Linked DNA regions of Gossypium hirsutum: regions 1 and 3 are each linked to region 2. A link is a contact called in public Hi-C data. All regions are on one chromosome and are shown on one strand. The core of a region is the stretch at or near the end of the contact, and the rest is flanking DNA. Distances in the headings are between cores, read along the strand shown.

Region 1 (4,575 bases), core at 777-3,276, 180 kb after region 2:
TGTGGAACTGGAAAACATAATGGGCTCATTTTGGTGGAGGAATAATCATAGCAAGCAGTGGATGCATTGGTGTGATTGGAAATCCTTATGTGCGCCTAAAGAGGATGGTGGTATGGGATTTCGTCATTTGAGTTCTTTTAATACTGCTTTATTGGCTAAACAAGGTTGGCGTCGTTAAGTAATCCTAATTCTTTACTAACGCGTACTTTGAAAGCCAGATATTTTAAAGATAGTGATTTCTTGAACTCTAGTTTGGGGAGGTCACCTTCTTTTACCTAGCAGAGTATCTGGGCCGCGAGGGGCCTCCTCTTGAAGGGTTTGGATTGGCGGATTGGGAATGGTTAGAAAGTTTCTATTTGGGATGATGTTTGGATACTTGGAGATGATCAACTCAGAATTCAGAATATGAATAATAATTAGAGTCTCATCGAAGTTGCGGATCTTATTGATGCAAGTTCTAAAAAATAGAAGTCTGATCTGATCAGTTTTACCTTTGAGGAACAGATTACAAAAAGGATCCTCTGTATTCCTCTTCCTTTGTTTGAGCATGAAGACTCTCTTGTTTGGCGGGGTGAGTTGTCAGGCGAATACTTGGTCCGAAGTGGTCACTGACTTCTTTTACAAGAAGGTCGGGATCAATTACATACAAATCACAAGCAAATTTACAAAAAATTATGGAAAATGAATCTACCCCCTAAAATTAAAATTACAATCTGGAGATTCCTATGTAACTATCTGCCTCGTTTTAGTAATCTTCATTATCGCAGAATGATTGCTTCCCCCATGTGTAGAAGGTGTCAAACAGGAGCTGAAATGAGGGAGCATATTTTCTGGGAATGTCCTCCTGCAAAAGATACATGAGAGCAGTTACATATGGCATGGGCTAGCTCGGATGACAATTCAGAATTTACAGTTTGGCTGAAAAATACCTTTGAGACTAGATCCATGGCTTTGTGTAAAATGACTGTATGCGCTTTATAGGCGTTATGGACGTCTCGGAACAAATTTATTCATGAGGGGGAAAACCAAACAGGCGTTCAGATTGCAAGTTTTGTGCAAATTTATTTAAAGGAACTTGATGATCTAAAAAGTGCTATACTTGAAAGATGGATCTGTGTGGACAGATGGACTGCTCCGATGGGATCGAGATTGAAAGTGAACTTTGACGCAACTTTCAACAATCACAACAAAGAGTCATGCTCTAGGTTAGTGATTCGTAACAGTACAGTAGAGGTTATCTGTTGTAAAACGAAAATGAACTTGAACATACCGTCTGTTTTTTCCGCAGAAGCAGTAGCGTGTTTTTAGGCACTGAAGCTGGGGTTACAACTTGGGTTGAGGGCGATTGAGGTTGAAGGTAATTCTCGAACGATCATTCGGAAGCTGCAAGAGGAAAAGGAGGACAGATCTAAAATTTCTGTGTATATCAAAGATGCTCAGTATCTCAGCTGTCAATTTAATCATTGTGTTTTTCTTTTCACAAACAGGGAGGCTAACAGAGTTGCCCATTGTTTAGCACAAGAAGGACTCAAGAAAAGAGAATCTACTTACTTAACAAATCTAATATCTCCTGGTGCGGTGGAGGCGATAGCTGAAGACAGGAGGCAGATGGAGGTAGTGGGTGAGGATAGGGGAAGAAGAAATGAAGGGTCTAGAGAAAGTGTTCTGGAATTTTGATTTTGCTGAGTTTCAATGGGTTTTGATCTTTCAATGTGCATCGGGGTAATGAATAGGTTTGATAGGATTGATATGATGGGTAATTAAGTATCTGATGGTTTTTGCTTCCCCAAGCGGTTCTTGCTAATTTTTTCAAAAGGGGTTTTAATTATTGGAGTACAGCTGAAGAAGACGTCTCTAGAGCTCCCCTTTTTTTGCCGTTTGCTGGATCTTGTTGTTGGGCTGTTTTTTCTGTTTTTGTTTTTGATTCTTTTGGTTTTGGCTTTTGTGGGCTTAGTCTTTGTTTGTATGTTTTGGACTAGTCTATTATGACCCATGTCATTTTGGCTTTGCATTTTGTGTTGGCCTTCTGTAATAAAATCCAGCTAATTTTCTTAAAAAAATAATTATCATGTTTTAAATAAATAAACCCAGCCCTAGCAGTTTTCGCGTCTTCAGCCGCTTTCCTTTATTATCTTACAGGTAGTATACCTTTCTGTGTCTCTGGGTTTCATAGTTCTAATTTTATTTTGGTGTTTTAATCTTCATACGTTTGAATTTTTTTCCCTTTTGAAATGTTTAAATATGCTTGGCAATTTTTTTTCCCAGAAATTATAATTTAAATCAGGATTTGGGTTTTCTATAAAATGTTTGTTCATAATTTATTTGCAGGGGATCGAACTTGAAGTTCAAATATAGTTTCAGCTTTGCGTTTCTTCATCAGTTAAGCAGTCTGAAAAGATGCAGAACGAAGAGGGGCAAAACATGGATCTTTATATCCCCAGGAAATGGTTTTTAATTTGCTTCACTCATGTTTCTTTCTCACAATTTTTGTCTATATTGTAATGCTCATTTGTACTTTTGTTGTTGCAGTTCCGCCACTAACAGGCTTATAACCTCCAAGGATCATGCATCCGTTCAGATTAACGTTGGGCACTTGGATGAGCTTGGCAGATACACTGGCACATTCTCCACTTTTGCTCTTTGTGGCTTTGTTCGAGCCCAGGTTCGTTTTGGTTCTTTACTAACCTCTGTTGGATATTTTGGGCTGCTTCAGTCCTATGTTACTGGTGTCTGATAAGTGAATGTTTAATTTAATTTCTTTTTTATTTGGAGGATTCTTGAAGGGTCATTTCACTGCATTCTCAGGTTTGCATTAATTACATGTTTAAAATTCTGATCATGCTTAAAAAGATTAATCTTGCAACTTGCTTTGTTAGTAATGAGCTTCTAGTTACGTTGTCAAGTTAAAGACTCTGAATGTTTGAGATGCATTTGAAGTGTCAATTGCGATCCATTTACTTTGCAAGGGAAAACATTGGGTTTATTAGCATATTTTGGATGCAATGTGTAAAGACCTGGAGTATGCAATGTGGGGTGTGTCCGGCTGCCTGTAGATTGGCACAAGGTCCTAGTATAGACACAGTTACAGGGTTGTTCATTTTGAATGTTTTTAACTTATACCTTCTGCTCTGCTCTGGTAGTACATTTAGAGAAATAAACTTTGGTTTTAAGAACATTCTGAATTGAAATACCACAGCTAAAACTCCATGCTTAAAGACCTGATGCAATATATCGTAGGAAAGCAAGCCTGGTTGCTTGTAGACTGACAGGTTCCTGGTAGACCCAATTACAAAGTTGTTCATTGTATAAAAGTTGGATTCTATTAATAAGAAGTTTTATTTTGTTGCCTCAGTTCTTTTTCAAGATATTGAGTTGCATCTGATTTTGGCTGCTAATTAGTTTGTTCTACTTTGCAGGGCGATGCCGATAGCGCACTCGACAGGCTTTGGCAGAAGAAGAAAGCCAAAGTCCGACAGTAGTCAGAAGACTTGTTGTTACTAGTTTGTTTCTTAACTGAGGAGAGGGAAAATGAGCTGTAGTTTCTTTTGGTGGATCATGTTAAAGTTGTTTTTTGCTGAATGGTTTATGTTTTGTGCTTAAATTGCTTGCATTATAGCCTAATATGTCTGTCTCACTTTGGGTTCTCCATTTTTGTTATCACTTTGTTTGCGGATTACCAAAACTTTTTGCGAGAGAGATTGGGGAGGAGGAGATTAGGAGCAGGTTGGCAAACGGGTGTAGTCGGGTACCATTGTTTTCAAATTTGGATTATTTTGGATTTAGTTTAGTTTGAGTTCGGATATTTTTAGAGTCGAATAATTTCGAATTTGACTTGTTTTAAGGTGAGCAATTTTATAAATATTCAATTAGTTTTAAAGTTTTACTAGTTATAAAATCTTTTTATTTCAAATGTAAATACTAAGTTTACTTTTACAAACACAATTTAAATTTGTCTCATAAAAAGGAAAAAGAAAATCTAAATATTTTATTATAGTATAGATATTATTTAAACAATATAGGTTAAATATAAATAAAATATTAATTTTTAATAGCATTTTAGGTATAATAATATAATATCTTTACAGTATACTATCAACAAAAGTTGCAATATGTGTTAATATACAGTATCAACAAAAGTAAAGGCGGAGACGATAGCGAAGAAGCAAATAAGAAGATAAGAAGATAATCCAGTGGCTTGTCTGAGTGCTCTAGTGATGGGTCTTTAGAAACATAAATATATATATAGTGGGATTTATCGAGTTGAATTCCGGGTCGGATTCCAGGCTGGGCTATTTTTATTATAATTGCATAATAATTTGTTCCCCTTCTTGTAGAAAAAGAATTATAAAGTGACTCTTCTGAGATAAGTTTACACATGTGAAGCGTGTAATTTGGAGCTTACTATATAATATTTACAGCTTACTATATAATATTTACCTTGAAACTTTACTGAGAAAATTTTGTTGTCTAATAGTGTGGTCCAAGAGTCACAAGGTTGTTGGAGAAATGGTTTTAAGGAAACAAATCATGTTGTAGAATTATGCAAGTTGTATTTGCAGAAATGTTACGAACTGT
Region 2 (4,647 bases), core at 1,363-3,862:
GGATATCAGCTCGGTTAGTTGCTGCTATGACCTATAATACATTCATTATATTAAAATAGATCCCTTATGTTTTAGCAAATAGATAACAGAAAAAAAATGATGCACCACAAAGTCAAACCTTAATGCGTTCATCACTGCTAAAGCCATCAAGCTGGTTAAGCAGTTCCAACATTGTTCGCTGAACCTCCCTATCCCCACTCACCTCACTGCATATAGTAGCAGGCAGATCAAGAATCAGTGGTTTCTATCCACAAATAGATGCCACAACCAGATTTGAAACAAATTTGCCTCTGAAGATTTTAAGATATGGCATTACCTATCAAAACGCTTTGTGCCAATTGCATCAATTTCATCTATAAAAATGATGCATGGAGACTTTTCTTTTGCAAGCTGAAAAGCATCACGGACAAGTTTTGCTCCATCTCCAATAAACATCTACATGCATTATGATTGTTTACTTATTATAGGGCCTAAGCAAGCCGATATGAAAGCACAAAATAATACTGTTAAATGATAAAAACTACTCCATTACTCACTATTTTCTGTCATGTTATACTAACCAAGTAAGGAGTATGGCAAAAAATGATTCCAACAGGAACTGAAATGAGTAGACAGGATCTAAATATATAGAGAAGTAAGCCGAAAAGGCTATAGGACTTAATACCTGAACCAGCTGTGGGCCTGCTAGCTTCAGAAACGTGGCATTTGTTTGTGCTGCACAAGCACGGGCCATCAAGGTTTTTCCAGTGCCAGGAGGTCCATATAAGAGCACCCCCTTAGGTGGACGAATGCCTAACTTTTGAAACCTTTCTTTATGAGTCATGGGCAACACAATGGCCTCAACTAGTTCTTGGATCTGATCCAGGAACAACAATCAGAAAATGGGGAAAAAGAATTAAACATTAGCTTAACAGTTACAAAATGATAATCTCAGAAAGGGCAGTAGGAATTAAAAAAACTTGCCTGCTTCTCCAAGCCACCAATATCATTGTAGTCCTCAGTTGGCTTCTCATCAACCTCCATAGCCTTTACTCTGGAGTCGTACTCAGATGGCAAAGTATCCAATATCAAGTAGCTGTCTTTGTTGACACCAACCAAATCACCAGGTTTCAATTTATCAGGGTCTACAAGTCCAACCACAGGTAGAAAGATGGTCTGTAGTAATTATAAAACAAGTCAAGATCAAACCAGTTTTTCTTTCCACCGAGATATTCAAAGATGTTGATTTTGGTAACCACTTGAACTAAGGAAAAGCATAACTGATTATTGACTTTCCCTATCATAGCAGATAAGAAATGATGCTGTGCCATTACCTGACGAGTAGAGGTTTTCAGCACAACACATTTACCCTTCCTTTGTGAGTCTAGATCTATGTTGGCACCATCCTCCTCTGCCTCATCTTCAGGGTTCATCTCCAATATCTGAAAGAAAGAGTAGTTAAAATTTAAAGCAGCAAACTATGTGGATCTGACTATCATTTTACGGTACCCATGTTTGACATGGGTGCCACACACATTTTTCGACATGGGCCATGTCAAACACATCTGTATCCAATACTCACAATCTAGTCCAACTAAAATGCAAGCAGAAGCTTTGCTTATTATTCATCTGCAATGGCTCATTATTCATTTGCTGCCCCCTTTGAATACTCTTTTGAGTTTATTTAAATTCAGAATTATATATACCAGTACAGAACAAATAGAAGATTACTGGAACACAAATTTAACACAGAAGTTCAACAGGGTTCATTGGGGGAAAAAGAAAGAAGAAAAATTTACCTCAACAATGTTGCCGACTAAGTAAGGCAACTGCTTGTTAAGCTTAATTTTCTCTTGATTCTCCTTAATCTTTTCCTTGTATGAATCCAACTCGAGATTTGTCCTTTGCATCTCCTCCTTTAATCCCAGAAACCAATTAAAACAAAAATCAGAAAATTATTTCAGAAGTAGAAAAAGTTTTTCCATAAAAAAGAAAATAATATAGCTTTAACCATCAACATATCCCAATTATAATAAACCAGAAAATTTACAACTAAACTAAAGAACATTCCCTTATTTGTAAACATTGCCTAGATTTAATCCATACCCAAAACTAAAATCCGATTAACATCGAGTAATTGAAAGAAACCATCTGATTAAAATTGATAGTTGTGGATTAAAAAAGAAACAAAAACAAAAACCCTAAAAAATAGTAATCATAATGCGGGGGAGAGAGAGAAAGAGAGAGATCAAGGTCAAAGAGGGACCTTGAGAATACGAATCTCGTTATCAAGAAGACGGGAAGCTCGGACGATATCCTCGGTAGTCATGGAAGCCAACTGGTCTTCTTCAAAGCTAGAATCTTCTACCATAGCGGTCGCCATCGGTGAGGGTTTTAAAAAAAAATACAACGATGAGTCGGAAAATGAAGGAAAAGAATACAAGACGGAGAGAATAGAGAAAAAGGAAGAACAGATGAAGATCTTTATACTACCAAACTGTAGTTCTCTTGTTGTCGAAGAAAATGAGAGCTTGAAAAAATTCGATTTCAGCCGATGAATCTGCAATGGGCTTATTTCCTTCACGTCGGCCTGCTCTTTCATTCAAATCTGGGCTCCTTTTCTTTTTCAAATTACTCCAAGCTTTTCTCACTGCACAGCCCAAATATATCCCATTTGTAATTAAAATAAAGTTGTATTATTTGAGAATATTTTTATTTTTAAAAAAATTAATAAAAATAAAAATATGAATATAATGATATTTAAACTCACACAAATTGGATTGACAAAACCTTAATTTTACTACTCAACCAAAATTTCATTTTAATTTATTTTATATATTTATTTTAATATGCACCATTTGTTATCTCCACCAACTCTATAAATTAATAATATTTTAAATTATTTAATATATATTATTATTATACATATATATTTGTAATTTAAATAAGTGATTTTTATATGTATGTGCGTGTGATAAGATTTTTACTATTAAAAATATATTTGATTGAGTAGAGGTTAACTTGTAAACTTTCTTTTAATTTTAATATTATACAAATTTTATGTTTTATTTTATTAATTAATTTCAAACTATTTAACATCTAAAGTTGGTAAATTAGTGTTATTTTTTAAAACAAAATCAGTATTCACGATGTGAAGTGTATTCAAATCGGAAGTAAATACCATTTCAAGATCATTAACACGCTATATACATTTGATATTAGTAGAGATATTGGTGGTGTAAGAGTTATCTGAGTTAGTAGAGATACGAGAACAACATGAGGTAGAAGTAAAAGCTGGAAATTTATATTTAGCATATATCAAAACTGCTGATATATCAAGGTTTCTTATTTACATATTCGAACACCAAATTTTAACATGTATTCCATTGTTTTAGCATATTAGCTTCCAAATACTGTTTCCAAGTCTTCAGTGGGCTTATGTCACTTGTGTCTGAATGCTTTTCCTTAGATCTGCAGTTCATTAGCAAGCCTCTCGCTGCGAATCCCATCAATTCAGTTGGATCCATATAACTGCGAATCCTTGAACCAATCCCGCCTTCACAAGAATATCCCATTCTCGTATATCCATCTGCAGTGGCTTCTTCGGGACTCATATCATTCAGCTTCGTTCGGGCTTCTTCTACCAAGGATTCATACCTAATATATTCATGGCTTCCTAACCCAAATGGATCCAAATCTACCTGGTGCAAGATATTGGCTGCTCGTTCTGCACCATCTTTGTTATGGTTTTCTAATCGGATAGATTGCTCGAGCGCTAATTTGTCGACTTTTACTTTCAAAATCTGCAGTTGATGCCCAATTCTAGATGCGACGGCATCGTATAATTTTCCTCTTGATGCTTCTGTGGCTTCTTCCGAGTTAAGCAGATCATCAAAAATTATAGGGTCTCCAATTAGAACTGTCACCTACAAAATTGCATGTATTAAAAGAATTCAGCATAACAATTATTGACAGGAAATGAGATCATAAACATAAAACCCAATATAACGGCCAATTAGGAAGGATTTTTCTTAAATGCTACTATAAACGGGACCATGTAAAAGCATTGTGAAGCCACTGGAGATATCACATAAAACTAATGTCTATTAAGCAAAGGAATAACAGCAGGAATACATACCGTCTTGCCAATCCTTGGGAAATTGGCCCCTATTGGCATAACATCTTGCATTCCGGTATGCACAAATGGCAGAACAATTGGGGTACTGTCAGCATCTAGAACTAACCTGTATCACCATAACAATGTTTCCAAAAGTTTTTGTTACTAACAAGGAAAGCAACAAATAGGCTAAAAGTTCCTTTTTTTTTTTTGAAAAAATTTAACCCTTTAACACAGATTCCGTCAAGAGATGGGTCTGTTTATTTCCTGATGTGAGAAGATGTAGATTTGCATAGGAAGTTATTTACACTCACCTCCCGACACCTCTCTTAGAAGATCTCACAGTTTTTCCACCATCTCGAGAACGACTACCTTCTGGAAAGATATGAACCCATCCACCAGTATTCAATTTCGAAATGGCCATATCCATGCCCTGCAACAAATTGAATCAAAATGATGAAATGAGCATAAATACCACACATGTTTAAGTAATTAATGAAGGCGTAAACATGCAAGATAAAATCAACATACCGGACTATAAACCTGTTGAT
Region 3 (4,796 bases), core at 749-3,248, 140 kb before region 2:
ATCTTTCAATTCAATCTCATATTATCATGATTTGATAACAATTGTACGTAATAATAATACATTATATCATTTCTAATTTAATAATTGATCATTGTCAACTAACCATATAAACATACCTCGTTCGCTGAAATAATTAATTAAGTCGACTAACCCAACACTTTGTTTTCCCTCGTTCTTTGTCCAGATATCGTCTCTCCCAATCTATAAAATAACAAATTTTACTTATTTAGTCATCAATTTATACAATTTAGTCCAAAAATTCACATTAGGACAACTTTACACTTTTGCCCCTAATGTTTCACATTCTTGCAATTTAGTACCTATCACATAAAAGTGCAAAATTCATGAAATTAAACACAACCCAAGCTTAGCCGAATTTTTATAATTATTGCTAGCTGCCCATAAAACATACTTTGGCAAATTTACAGTTTTGCCCCTAAGCTTTCACAAAATTATGATTTTGCCCCTAGGCCCGTAAAACGATTTTCATCGAATTTCCTCATTAACCAAGCCTAGCTGAAACTGATTTAAGCTTATAGAAACTCTCAATTTCAATTTTTCCACACATTTATCACCTATTTTATAACCTTTACAAAAAGGTCCATTTTAGGTGGTTTCATGAAAAAAATCCTTTCACAAAAGTTGTTAATTAAACAACCAAGATTCATTTTCTTTCATAAAAATTCAACAAAAAAAATGAGTATTCACGTGGCAAAACCCTAGACTCTCAACCATTTTATAAACTAGTCCCTCCATTAGTTAGCTTAAGCTACAAGGGTCATAAAGATACAAAAATTATCAAGAAAGACCTTCAAAAACACTTACTTGCAAGAGAACTAAGTGGCCGAAAGTTTGGGCTCTCAAAAGCCCTATGTTTGCAGCCATTTTCGGTGGATGAAGAAGAAAGATGAAAAGATGACAACATTTTTCCTTTTTGTTTTATTTTATTACTAAATAAGTCACCTAATGCCCACCAAATTTTGACTTTTCAATTTCTTTGTCTCCATGTTCAGCCACTAATTTTTATTGATCTATTTGCTCACTAAGGACCTCTAATTTAGTGTTTATAGCTATTTAACAACATTAGCTTGTAGAACAAATCTTTCGCACTTTATGCGATTTAGTCCTTTTTCGCAATTAAGCACAAAATAGCTAAAATTAATTCACCAAAATTTCCATACACTCATATAATCATGCTATAACACATAAAATAAAAAATAATTTCTCCGACTTCGGATTAATGGTTCCGACTAGGCCCAAAATTAGGGTGTTACATTATTTTTATTTATTGTAAATATATTTATAATATTATATATAAGTCTATAATTTAATTTTTTTAACAATCTCATTATAGGTTTTGATCATATCTACTCTTTTTAACACAATGCCTAGAACTATCCATAGTCTCTCCTCAACCCACAAATAGGAGGATAATGCGCGTCAGCGTACTCGAATCCACATCCACCTGTATTGACAATAATGTCCATGACAATCGAACTAAGATTTAATCGACAAATATATAATTTAAATTGAATCCAACCTAATAATTGAATAACCTAATTCCAAATAATCTACCCCATCCAATCCAAAAAATTGAGTTAATTAACTTAACCAATTGAACCAATCAATAATAAGTGGATTTGATTAGGTCAGTTGACATAGAGATGTCAAAGGTTGATGAGTTAAGTGTATTATATATAAAAAAATCCATCGACTTGAGCGATTACAACTATTCTTTTACTTGACTTATGTTCTTAACAAGGTTGGGTGATAGCAAGAGTTGTAGTTAGCCAATAAAGTAGGTTTTAAATTAGTATTCAAAAATCAAATTAAATTTTGCTAATATATGATGAGCAAAAAAAGTATTAACCCAAGGTTTAATTAGTTATGGTAACCAAATATTCGTTTTTGTCTTGATAATTCTCATAATAACGGGATTTTTTTTGTACATAATAAAAGATAAAAAGGGAAAGATATTTTGAGTTTTGAAGCATATTTCGCTAGTCACTCCATTAGTAGCCTCCTTGAATAAAGATTCATGCTTATGTATTCCAATCCTCCTCAAAGATTTCTAAATAAACAATCTTTCTCCAGACCACAACTGCTCCTACTTAAGAATTCTCATAATGTCAACAACTCAAACGCTTCCATGAAGCAACCATAAAACTCATTCTGTACTCCATTTTCTTGAAGATGTCCTTATTTCTTGTATACAAACTTTTTACTTCTTCAAATTTGATATAAGCCACTAAAAAAATCTAATACAAAAGTGATTTTAGAAGAAAATGATCCATTTTATTACATATTTTAAACTTACAAACCAAATTTCCGTATAGCAAAATAATCACAACAGGCTCAAAACACGTCTGATACTTCCAGGAAGGAGGGGGTAAAACCGTAAAGCAGCTTCAACTGGAAATTTCAAAAAAGAAAGAAATCAAACACCAACACGTGACAAACCATTGCATAGGGTTAAGTTGAAAAGATTCATGTTTTGTCTTTTTTAATTTTCATCGTTTCAAAGCCACCCACGAAGCCCTTCTTCTATAACCTTCCAGAATTATCTATCATCTAAATCCCTACAACCCGACCTTTTCTCTGTATTCTCTGTTCTTCAAATTTTCTTCGAAATTTTCCTATGTCTTGGATGAACCTGTTTATCACTGAAACCGCCATTTTTTTTTGTTACTTGCCTTTTTTGTATTTCTAGATTAAGATTGGGTATTGTTTCAGGGAAAAATGGGCCGTTCAAGCCGCACGCTCTATGTGGGCAATCTGCCTGGGGATACTCGTATGAGGGAAGTTGAAGATTTATTTTACAAGGTTTTCTTTTCCCTTGTTATTCTTAAATCATCATCTATGTTCATTCTTGCAGTATTTTACTAAATAGTTTCAAAAGTTGCTCTAATGTGACCTATTTTTATAGTTTTAACTTTGGGTAGTGGAGATATGGCATAACTAGCTGTGTGAAAAAAAAAAAAAGAAAAGAAAAAAGAGGAAGAAATAATTTTGTTGGATTAATCAATTTTGGGTTTCCAAATTACTGTTTAACGCATTGCTTTATCTTGTTTTGGAGGTTTGCCGCTTGCTTAGTATTTTATGTTTTTATATTGCAGTATGGACCCATTGTTGATATTGACTTGAAGATCCCACCAAGGCCCCCTGGTTATGCATTTGTTGAGGTGAGTTTTAATATTTTGTGATTTGAGGCAAAGAATAATAGGAAATCAGTTTTTAGGTTTCAGTAATCTAACAATTGCATATTGCAGTTTGAGGATCCTCGTGATGCTGAAGATGCAATTCGTGGTCGAGATGGTTATAACTTTGATGGGAATCGTCTAAGGGTTTGTAGCTAATCTTGTTTAGTTCATATATATTAGTTTTATAGCTTTCTGCCTGCCTGATAATGGTTATGATTCTTTATTTTTAGGTTGAACTTGCTCATGGTGGGCGAAGACCTTCTTCATCTGTGGATCGTTATAGTAGTTACAGTGGTAGCAGTAGCCGTGGGCCTTCCAGGCGCTCTGACTATCGTGGTATGTATAGTTTTCCAAATCATCTTTGTAGTTTGGCAAACTGCTGCTGTGTTCTAACCTCATAATCCCTTTATATGCAGTTTTGGTGACTGGTTTACCTTCTTCTGCTTCATGGCAAGACCTAAAGGTGAGTGTTATAACTATTGCTTGTTCTTTACTACTCAATTCCTTTTCTATGCATGTAATTTTTCCTTGATTGTTGCCTTTTTTCATGGCTTTGATCTACATATGTGTAAGTATATGGAAAACGATGATAAATACTAATTATTAAATTAGTTGAAGTTGTGACATGGTCTATGCATCAAGGTTTTTGAAATGCATAAAAGTGTGTTTTCCGTTTTAAATGATTTTTTGTTTTATGACCAGGATCACATGCGAAAAGCTGGGGATGTCTGTTTCTCTCAAGTGTTTCGTGATCGTGGAGGTTAGAATCCTTATCATGCTCCTTAACGCATAAGGACTTCATTCCATAACCATAGGATGAAATAGCTTAGATTCCTCTGGGATTTATGTATTGCTTATCAACATGATGCATTGCAAGTTTGCTCCTGCACATGATTTGCTTCTTGTTTACATTTGTTTGACAGTTATCTTGAGGAAAAAATTATTTGACTTTTATATTAATGTTATTGCGTTTTCTTTGCAGGCATGACAGGGATTGTAGATTACACGAACTATGATGATATGAAATATGCTGTAAGCCACTGTTCTTTAACTTTGTGGACTTTTTAAGTTTTAACTTGTTTACATGGAGTTGGTATTTGTGTATACTTTAACCTAAAAGGCTATACTTCCTCTAATTAGCTATCTTGACTTGGCAGATAAGGAAGCTTGATGACTCTGAGTTTCGAAATGCATTTAGCCGGGCTTACATACGGGTATGTTTGGATGCATTTTAAGTCTTAGATCTATGCTTCTGCGACATTACTTGATAGCGTATCTAATTTTATTTTTTTTCAGGTGAAGGAGTATGATTCAAGATATGATTCTAAGCGCAGCTACTCTAGAAGTCCTAGTCGTAGCCCATATAGTCGAAGCCCTAGTCGCAGTTATAGTTATAGGAGCAGGAGCAGGAGCAGGAGGTGAGTCTCCCTTCGTGAAAATATCTGCTAGAATATTTACTTTTCATCCCATTGAAGTTACCCTTAATTTAACCTATTTTACAGCAAGTCTCCAAGGGCCAAATACTTGCGTCGATCTCTAACGGTATCAAGGTCTGTCTCACCTCGTTCCCATTCAGTGTCACCTGCCCGCTCCTAT

What was found. Hi-C and Micro-C count contacts between places; a contact is called where the count stands out from the background.
Region 1: a Hi-C map of leaf shows a contact between it and region 2, with 2.9 times the contacts expected there. The contact joins the promoter of LOC107893631 here to the promoter of LOC107893636 in region 2. A contact is called at or near these places in 13 of 34 Hi-C or Micro-C datasets (callus, hypocotyl, leaf and 1 more).
Region 3: a Hi-C map of leaf shows a contact between it and region 2, with 2.4 times the contacts expected there. The contact joins the promoter of LOC107893639 here to the promoter of LOC107893636 in region 2. A contact is called at or near these places in 12 of 34 Hi-C or Micro-C datasets (anther, callus, fibers and 4 more).

Annotation. Positions count from the first base shown.
Region 1 is chrA13:77,003,938-77,008,512 of Gossypium_hirsutum_v2.1, reverse strand. It overlaps LOC107893631 (40S ribosomal protein S21), which reads left to right and starts at 2,026. Exons shown (of 4, transcript XM_016818671.2): 1 at 2,026-2,139; 2 at 2,329-2,441; 3 at 2,530-2,662; 4 at 3,417-3,621. The coding sequence starts at 2,398. The coding sequence ends at 3,479.
Region 2 is chrA13:77,180,584-77,185,230 of Gossypium_hirsutum_v2.1, reverse strand. It overlaps LOC107893636 (26S proteasome regulatory subunit 6A homolog), which reads right to left and starts at 2,612. Exons shown (of 10, transcript XM_016818675.2): 1 at 2,246-2,612; 2 at 1,779-1,895; 3 at 1,314-1,421; 4 at 964-1,155; 5 at 665-856; 6 at 317-435; 7 at 119-206; 8 at 1-31. The coding sequence starts at 2,581. LOC107893634 (tafazzin) reads right to left here. Exons shown (of 7, transcript XM_016818674.2): 5 at 4,411-4,529; 6 at 4,118-4,223; 7 at 3,262-3,905. The coding sequence ends at 3,351.
Region 3 is chrA13:77,318,038-77,322,833 of Gossypium_hirsutum_v2.1, reverse strand. LOC107893639 (serine/arginine-rich splicing factor SR30) reads left to right here and starts at 1,998. Exons shown (of 15, transcript XM_041085012.1): 1 at 1,998-2,823; 2 at 3,117-3,182; 3 at 3,270-3,344; 4 at 3,431-3,536; 5 at 3,617-3,663; 6 at 3,903-3,960; 7 at 4,183-4,232; 8 at 4,358-4,414; 9 at 4,497-4,618; 10 at 4,703-4,796. The coding sequence starts at 2,740.